Regions from separate parts of the Mus musculus genome. Here regions 1 and 2 are each linked to region 3. A link is a contact called in public HiChIP or PLAC-seq and promoter capture Hi-C data. All regions are on one chromosome and are shown on one strand. The core of a region is the stretch at or near the end of the contact, and the rest is flanking DNA. Distances in the headings are between cores, read along the strand shown.

Region 1 (2,700 bases), core at 105-2,604, 590 kb after region 3:
GTTCTTCCAGGAAGAACTCGAACCTGCTGGTATTTCATTACTTCAGTAATTTGCTATTCACAGATGGCCATATTAGCCATCAAAAGGACAATTTAACTCCAATTAACTTAACTAGGTTTAGTACTATATTTGAATTGGATACCGTTTCCCTGCAGTAGCCACAGAGCAAACACCTTTTAAGGCCCTTTAATTGGGTCATTTTCTCAGTTGATTAAATGTAGCACCAACAATCTATGGTCGTATGTGCCCTGCCTCCACATAACACATGAGGCTTCCCAGTCCAACATGCATCTCCGCACTCCAGTCAAAAGGACTGGAGTCCTTTATTTATTTATCCATGGAGTCGAGGTCTACTCTGTAAGTCATTGAAAAAGACAAATGAGAAGAAAGGGCAGATTCTAGACTATGATGTGTTTTTTAAAGTAAAATGTGAAATATTCATAAAAGACAGCCTGTGGTCTAGGTTCAACTGAAAAACAGAAACTTCCATTATAACACCCATTGGAGGCTTGAAAAGAGACAGTGGGATAAGCCAATCTGTGTGGCAGGGCTGATTTCAACTCACTAGAACTTGTTTAAAGGGACTGTGACCCTTCACAAGGGTGTCCACCATCCTGCATCTGTCTATGCACCCAGAGCAGTAGCTTGCATAATCTCTCTGCGTTGTGAGATATGAGAGAACTAAATTTTAATCATTGGTGAGCACATAGGTCTAAGAAAACAACCAGGACAGAATTGTAAGCAGATACTCTTGGGAGCTGTGACAGGTGCTGTCAGGTGTGCCCCCATTCCAGGGAGAGTTTCAGAAAAGGTCACCCACAATCCTGACTCACAAATGATGATTGGAAGAGTGTTCTCAGATTAGCACACAGCAACATGGAAAACATAGTTTGAAGAATACATTGTGGTACTTGCATTGACAATGTGAGGTTCCTGTCTCAGGACCCAAGTGTGTGTGCATGCACACATATGTTTCTGTACATGATTATGCTTTAAATGTGTGTGTGTGTCTGTGTGTGTGTGGTGTATATACTATACATAGCCTTGCAGCAACGAAATTGTAATCATAACATTGTGAGATTTATTAAGCATTTAATCTCTGTAACAGATGCTTTTCATTATTGTGATATGACACTTTCCTGTCTTACAAATGTAGCTATAACTCAACTTTAGAAAATGCTACATGGCAAGAATTGCTAAAAGTGATCACTTAGAGCTCGTGTGAAATCCACAGCTAGGACCTCTGCTACAGAGAGCTTGTGGGAGGAGACAGCACTATCAGATCTACATTGCTGGGATCCATGACCATACCAGAGCACAGTGTGTGCTGGCAACCAAGTGAATTATCTTCACTGATCACTTTGCCTAGGACAGTGAGACTGTAGATGTAGAAAACAGTCAACAGTGGGAGGCTGTGAGACTGCTCTGTGAGTTATAAACAAATACCCAACCGCTTGGCACAGCCTCAAAGATGTGCACAGAGACACCAGCTCCCTGACTTTGCCCAGCAGTATTGGAAAAACCTAAAGAGTAACACTTTCTGGTGGAACTCGGGATCCATCGAAAGGATTGGCAGCCCAGGGTCCACTTGCTCAGTGCCCCAGTGAAACTTCCCAAGAGTCTTGGCCTTGAAGCCCAAAGACCCCCCTGGGCAACACGCTGGTGTGCAGGCTCTTCAGACAGCTCCATCTGCCGCATGGGCTTTTTGGAAAAGGTATGGCATATATCCGTGAATAGATGAAGTGAAATGAAATAATAAAATACAGTAAAAGTATGCGCGACCCCCTCTCACCTTCTGCGGGCTCTCCGGGTCAGATTTATGCTGTGGATCGGGAGATAGCCAGTGAAAAATGAAAAACAATTTCATATTTTAAATTTATGGGCCTGGAGGGTAATAGATCATCTTTTCCCAAGCTCCGTGCGTTAAATTGTCTCGAGCCTATTTGGTATGTTCCCTGAGTCACTCACGCCTGTCATTTTGGAGAGTGTGACTTTAGTCTTCCCTGTGCGTTCCTTCTAGAAGTTGGAATACAGAACTAATTGTTCTGGGAGACGTTTTAACCTGTGTTGTAGGTACTAAGGTAGCACTGGAGGAGAAAAGGAAAGAGAGATATCATTCCTGAAGCTCCTCACTACCCTGGCTAGGTGGACATGGCTTTTCACACCAGGGTGATAAAAAGGATGGGACACACTGTGTCTAAATCAACCAGGCTGGACACGGTGCCAAAGCCTTTGGCTAAACACAGACTGACTTAATTCTTTCCCTGATAACTTGGGTCTGGAGCGCTTCTCTGCCACAAGAGGGAGCGACCCAAAAGAACAGAGCAAAGCTCTTGTGTGGGTGATCTTCACTGGGCTGCAGGCAAAACCTAGAAAAGTTTTTTTTTAATCGAGATTCTCTACAGCAGCCCTCTCCAAATGCCAGTATCCATCACCGCTGACTGGATCGATCGCTGTGTTTTGGCCCCAGTCTCCTTCGAGAGATGGCATTCCATCAGTGATAGACGAATATCACAGTTAAGCAAAGTATCCAGCCAGACCCAGTAACATTTTTATTGATTTTTGTTGTGCAAATAATGTCTTTTTGGGCTGAATAAATGGCTTTGAGCCAAACAGTCATTGTTTATGATTCCAAAATGCAATAAAGGGACAGGAAATATATTATAGCCTGTGTCTCAAGGCACACACTATAATCATCCT
Region 2 (2,700 bases), core at 131-2,630, 590 kb before region 3:
TTACCTCTGTAGTCCACTTTGAGAAAAGCTCTCTTTTGATGTCTCAGACATGTTATTTAATTTGTGTGTAGTTCCTTCCTTCCTTCCTTCCTTCCTAACTCTTCATACCGGACTATGTATGAACTTAGGATGGATACCTTGGGTGGTCTCAATGATTTGGCAAGGTGTCACCATGAAGAATTTAGTGCCACCAAAAATAAAATTTTCTGAAGTGACTTTTGTAAACACCCACACATATTCCCTGATCACTAAAGGGCTATTGTACTCTTAACTTGTAGAAGGTCTGTCTCTGCAAACAGAAGCAGCGAATTTGTTATACATTATTGCTATACAATGTGCTTGCTTTCCTGAGATGATAAAACTTTTTGTCTTGAGCTTCTTATGAATAAATGAACTAATCTACAGGCTGTACTAACATTAATTCAATAACCAACATCAAACCAAGAAATCTGAATGGACACACAGACTGTCCCTTGGGACTCTAAGGATGTGTGCATTCATCCCACAACTATGTGAAGAGATGTGAGTCTTAACAACTGGATTTAACATTGCAAAGTGATATTTATTTTTAACACATTAATCCTAGGGCTCTGCTTAACATACTATTTCCAAATCCATCTATTTTTATATGGTACATATTAAATGGGAAATCTGCCTTGTTCTGCAAACCAGCTATCTGACAATTGTGTGGTTAATGTTTTTGAAAGCAATAAAAAAAGATAATTCAGGACAGAGCTGTGTCACTTTGTACTCTAAAGCCTTGTAGCCTGCACTCTTTTTTTTTTTGGTTCATATTCGGTCCCTTTATTTATTTAATCCTTAATTATTTGCATTAGTTTCTTAACCGTCCAACCATCATGGACTTGGCCTCATGTTGCTACTTCCTGCCAACTGTTTCACACATGGGGAACAGTATCGGGAATGAAACTCTAAATTTAATACATAGCTACAACTGTTTTGCTTTCATTATGTGGGGTAATATCCATAAATAGATGCGTGGTTGTTGGCACTTACTGCCTCTCTCTCTCCACTTGCAGTGCCTAATTACGGCTCTCACTTGAATAGTTTGGCAAATGCTTATATAGCATCTTCAATTAAAAATAAATAAAGCAGAAGAATGTCCTTTTTGTACTCTTTGGCTTAAAAAAAATTGTTATCCGTTGGATCTATTAAAGGAATCATTCCAGCTCTTCTCTGTTCCAGTGTAATTTTTTCTGGGGGCGAATTGAAAATGTGCGGTATCTAATCCAAGTAAATATTATGCTTTTCAACTCCCACACTTCCTATTGCATAAACTCGCTGAACAATTGTTTCATACAGCTTCACTGAGAATGGAAACAGCTGGCCCTGTTCCATGGTGACTGTCCTCTTTATTCTGCCCTGGGGATCTGCACAGCCCCTTCTCTGGGACTTGGATCTCCAGCAGTGGCTGACTCAGGCCTATGTCAGGGAAATGGCTCAGACTGCCACTGAAAAGATTCTAGAAACAGGATGACTGGATAATTCTATTTGAGTCCCTCTGTTGAGAGAGAATGGCAGCTATTAAAGCTTCACTTCATTCTGATTGGAACTGTGTTGCTACTTCTCTGATTGTATAAACTTTGAGTTTAACAATTTGGTAGAAAGCAGAAGACCAGGAAATAAAATGGACAGGACTTTAAATGTGTTATGTGGCACCGAGCTCTTGAACATTCATAAGCTAACTATCCCAGCATCTTAAGGAACCTAATGTTTATAATGTTACTGATTTTACATAGAAAAGATAATTCACAGAGACTATGAGTGAGGTCTTGTTTTCTTCTGAAGTGAATCAGGTATGGACCTTGGCATTAGGGGTGAGTATTTGCTTCTCACACTTAGATGAGAAGTCTAGATTTGAACCACAGAAGGCTCACAGGACCCTTTGCCACTAACTTTCAGAAGGGTCCATGTAGAATGCCCTAGAATTCCCTTTGCAAAGCTACTCTGACCACCCCATGTCCAAATGACCAACAGCAATCACTTCCATGACAGTGTTGAACACAGATATTTTCATTCACTGAACACATAAGAGAAGCAAGAGAGTGTTCTATCACTGCAGTGGGCTGGGTGTATCCTTCTCACGGACCAGTTCATTTTGAAATTCTTAGAGGGTCAGGCAAGAAAATCCAAGAAGCCCAGCTCTGAGGACAGGGCAAGAAATGCCAAGAGTTTCCTGAATTGTGTACTAAGCTCAGATTTCTCATAATTGCATTTCTGCTGAGCCACTGCCTTAAAAAAAACATTTATCAAAATAAACTTTTGATGAGTTTATGAAATATGTGTCTAAAAAATATATCAGAGGAGCAAGGATCAGATACAATGCAAGGAAGGATTGATATTCCAACATTGAATTGTTCCAATGACTGCTAAATCCCATAGTAACGCCCTTACGTCTTTAACAAAAAATAATGATGCAAGAGTGAAACACTGACCCTTTCCTATACATTACGAAATCCACACACAGCCTGGAACACTACATTTCCATAAACACTCTGATTATGTTTCTACAAGTCCACCTTGTTTCAGTTTGTAAAGCCAAGTGGAATTAGAACATTAAGCTAGATGTTTCTCCACAAAAGTTCAACATTTTAGATTGGGGAGGGGTCAGAAGTACAGACTGAAAGGTTTAAAGAGTACTTAGGGATAAAGAGGAGCAGAGGCAACAAGTGTGTGGTGCTC
Region 3 (2,748 bases), core at 44-2,543:
TTTTAAGCTCTGGGACACTGTTCCTTTAACTCTCCCTTATGTAACACGGGAAGAAAAGTGCTTTTCTTTCGGCTCAAATGAAAAGTTTGGCAACTTACGAAAGTAAAGGCAAACACCGTTTCGGAAGCCAGAATTTATGTCAACTTAGTATTTCTTAGCCCCGATTCCTATGGTCCCTACACACTCCATTAAGAGACCTCTCTGCTCTGCTGATGTCTATTGTTTGTTGGGATGTTTTTGATCGACTCCGCTAGGTTTAACCGGTTCCTTTTGGCAAAGTCTAGGGCAACTATCTCTGCTCTGCCAAAGAGGGAGAAGGAAGGTCTTCTGGGCCCAAGGGAAAGCTCTTGCGGCGCTCAGGCGAGGCCGGCCGCCAGGTTAGGGCAGTGTTAGTAAAGCGGCCCTGGCTGAGGGGGCCCGGCGGGCCTGCCCTGTCGCACTGGAGGAGCCTGGCGGTTTTGCCCGGGACCTCCAGAGCCTGCCGCGGTCTCAGGCCTTCTCTGGAGGCTTCTCTCCACTAGCGCGCAACCCGCTTTTCGACTCCGGTCTCCAACCTCCCAAGACCACAGTGGTCACTGCCTGGGCCTCTGGGCACTCCCGAGTCCCCAGGGAAAGAGGTCTCCGCCACCGGATTCCCTCTGCAGGACCCTTCTCGTTCCTTTCCCAGACACTGCCTGCGGATCCTCTGTTTCTCTGTTGGGCCAGCCGCTCCCGATGTCCCCAGGCGCGGTGATCTCCCGTGGGTGCGGGCCAGGAGGACGCGCGGGAGGCGGGAGCACTCACCATCTGCGAGAAGAGGCTGAGGTCCGCGGCATAGGGCAAGAAGGCGCTGTAGTTGGGTGCGCCCGCGTACGGTCCCGCCGCGGCATACATGCCTAGCACCGAGGTGACCGCGGCCGCTCCCGCGCCCGCTCCCAGCTCCGCAGTCCCGGGACGGCCCGACGAGGCGGCGGCCGCAGCAGCCGCGGCCGCAGCCAGCACCCCAGGGCGCTCTCCACCATAGGCGCCCGGGCCCGCGGCGCTTAGGTATTGCGGGTAGCCCAGCTGCGGGAAGGACATGTCCGCGGGCTCGGTGGTGGCGGAGGGCAACACTAACTGCGCGGGCAAGAAGACCGGCTGGCGATCCGAGGAGGCGCGACTCGGGGGCTGCGGGCCGCGGGCCGGGCGCGCTCCGGCCGGCCCGGGGGCGGGGGCCGCTCGCTGTTCCTCGGCCCAGTGCTCGCTGGCGGCGCCCGGCTCCCGGCTGCGCCCGTATCCGAGATCGCGCGCCGACTGCGGCGGCCGCCCTCCGCTCGGCGGCGGGGCTCTCAGACACAATTTGAAGTTGATGCTTTGATTGGCATCCCCTTGAGCACAGGCCCCGCCCCTGGCTCCCCTCCCGCCCCCTCCCTGCCTCCAGCCCGCCCTCGCTGGCCGCTCCCGCCCCTCACGGCGAGCACGTGGTGCCCCGCGCCCGCCGGGCCACCTCCTCCTCCGGTGGGCGCGCACGGCCCGTCTGCTGGTGTGGGTCCGGAGGCCGCAGGCTCCTTCCCAACCAGCCCCCGCGGCTTTTGACAACCTGTCGACACCGGTTTACAGCTGTCTGACACCCGGTTTTGCAACGGAGATCTGTTCCCCCATCCCCTTTTAACAAAAGCAACTCGGGGATTGCGTTTCTACAGCTGGGGTGGCAGGGAAAGAGGCCTGGGGCCAGGGGACAGTCTATAGCGAACAGCCTTTCCTCTGTGGCTGGCTCTGCAGCACCTCCATGGGACATATTTGGCTGAAGTGTTCAGATAAATCTACGCGTGGCTTGACACCTCGGATACAGGGTGCGTCGTCTCTCTGGCCCCACTTGGTATCAACAGATACTCTGGAAATTGCTGCCCCCCCCCCCTTGCACTTGGAGAATCGGGTTGTGGCCGGCCGCGCTCTGTCAGCTTCTCCAAATATAAAAACTTTTAAAATGGGCAAGCCAGCTGAGAGGTCGCTGCCTAGCGGAGGAGAGCTCCTAGAGGGTGGGGGAAAGAATTGTAGGAGGGGAAGGACCTTCGCAAGGTAAAAGAACTGGCAAATCTTGCCCACAGTCATCTACCACCCTCTTCCAGTTTGGGAGAAGCCTGAAAGGCCTGGGCTCCTGCGTTTGTCCACTAGGTGTGCAGACGCGGAGAGTCAACACGAGTGGAGCTCAGGTACCTGAGGTGGCGCTGCGACTAGCCAGTCCAACAGGACAGGACAGCCGCCAGTCCCCTGTCTTTGAGTCTCCCACGACACCCCCCCCCCCCATCCCCGCCCAATTCCTATCTCAAACGCTGGGAAAATAAGAACCAGGCAATTTGAAAGCCAGGGGCCTGGCTGCTCTGTTCTCAGGGCAGACTTGAAATGCTCATTCCTCTCTCCTCTCTCAATCAGTGCGGCTGACCAGAGAAAGATGCTTCTGCTCATGGTGCCCTAGATTGGTATTGGAAGTGCAGAACCAAAATGTCCAGAGACTCCTAGTGCCTCGTTTCTTGCTGCTGTCTATAATGTGGCAGAGGCTTGAGTGTGTCACATCACACGGTGCTGGTGGAGCTTCACCTTCAGGGTCTAATTTCAGACTCAGAGAATTAAGGGGTACAGTGACAGGTTTGACAGAGAGCCCCAACATGCATACTGGAATGCTGCTGTCCAGGGCCATTGGGACCCTGGACACCAGCTAAGGCACACTTGCTTGCCTGGTGTCTCCTGCAACATCAGGAAGTCCTCACTTATAGGTCTTGAAATCAGATA

Evidence for each region. Promoter capture Hi-C pulls out the DNA fragments that hold promoters and counts their contacts. HiChIP or PLAC-seq counts read pairs in DNA pulled down with a chosen protein or histone mark.
Region 1: an H3K4me3 HiChIP or PLAC-seq map of the SCID.adh cell line shows a contact between it and region 3, with 17 read pairs. The contact joins the enhancer-like site here to the promoter of Irx1 in region 3. A contact is called at or near these places in 4 of 39 promoter capture datasets (3T3-L1-derived adipocytes, cranial neural crest, liver and 1 more), 2 of 484 Hi-C or Micro-C datasets (adipose-derived mesenchymal stem cells and nephron progenitors), 7 of 115 datasets of contacts at active chromatin or transcription factors (the SCID.adh cell line, craniofacial prominence, embryonic forebrain and 4 more) and 2 of 9 other capture datasets (embryonic stem cells and pancreatic islet).
Region 2: a promoter capture Hi-C map of the 3T3-L1 cell line shows a contact between it and region 3, with 3 times the contacts expected there. The contact joins the enhancer-like site here to the promoter of Irx1 in region 3. A contact is called at or near these places in 3 of 39 promoter capture datasets (the 3T3-L1 cell line, neural stem cells and pre-B cells), 2 of 484 Hi-C or Micro-C datasets (embryonic fibroblasts and uterus) and 1 of 115 datasets of contacts at active chromatin or transcription factors (the NIH/3T3 cell line).

Annotation. Positions count from the first base shown.
Region 1 is chr13:72,555,862-72,558,561 of GRCm38.p6, forward strand. The region is part of intron 8 of Gm38580 (a long non-coding RNA gene); the gene reads right to left. Among named protein-coding and RNA genes, the nearest start is that of Gm41000, 20 kb to the left of the region's middle. Within about 2 kb of position 1,355, at least 2 of the 459 cell types and tissues checked have an H3K27ac peak or open chromatin away from gene starts, as enhancers often do. A contact at or near this core is called in the SCID.adh cell line, where this site is marked.
Region 2 is chr13:71,375,136-71,377,835 of GRCm38.p6, forward strand. All of the region lies in intron 2 of Gm40998 (a long non-coding RNA gene), which reads right to left. Among named protein-coding and RNA genes, the nearest start is that of Gm40998, 18 kb to the right of the region's middle. Within about 2 kb of position 1,381, at least 78 of the 459 cell types and tissues checked have an H3K27ac peak or open chromatin away from gene starts, as enhancers often do. A contact at or near this core is called in the NIH/3T3 cell line and neural stem cells, where this site is marked.
Region 3 is chr13:71,962,430-71,965,177 of GRCm38.p6, forward strand. It overlaps Irx1 (Iroquois homeobox 1), which reads right to left and starts at 1,294. Exons shown (of 4, transcript NM_010573.2): 1 at 784-1,294. The coding sequence starts at 1,059.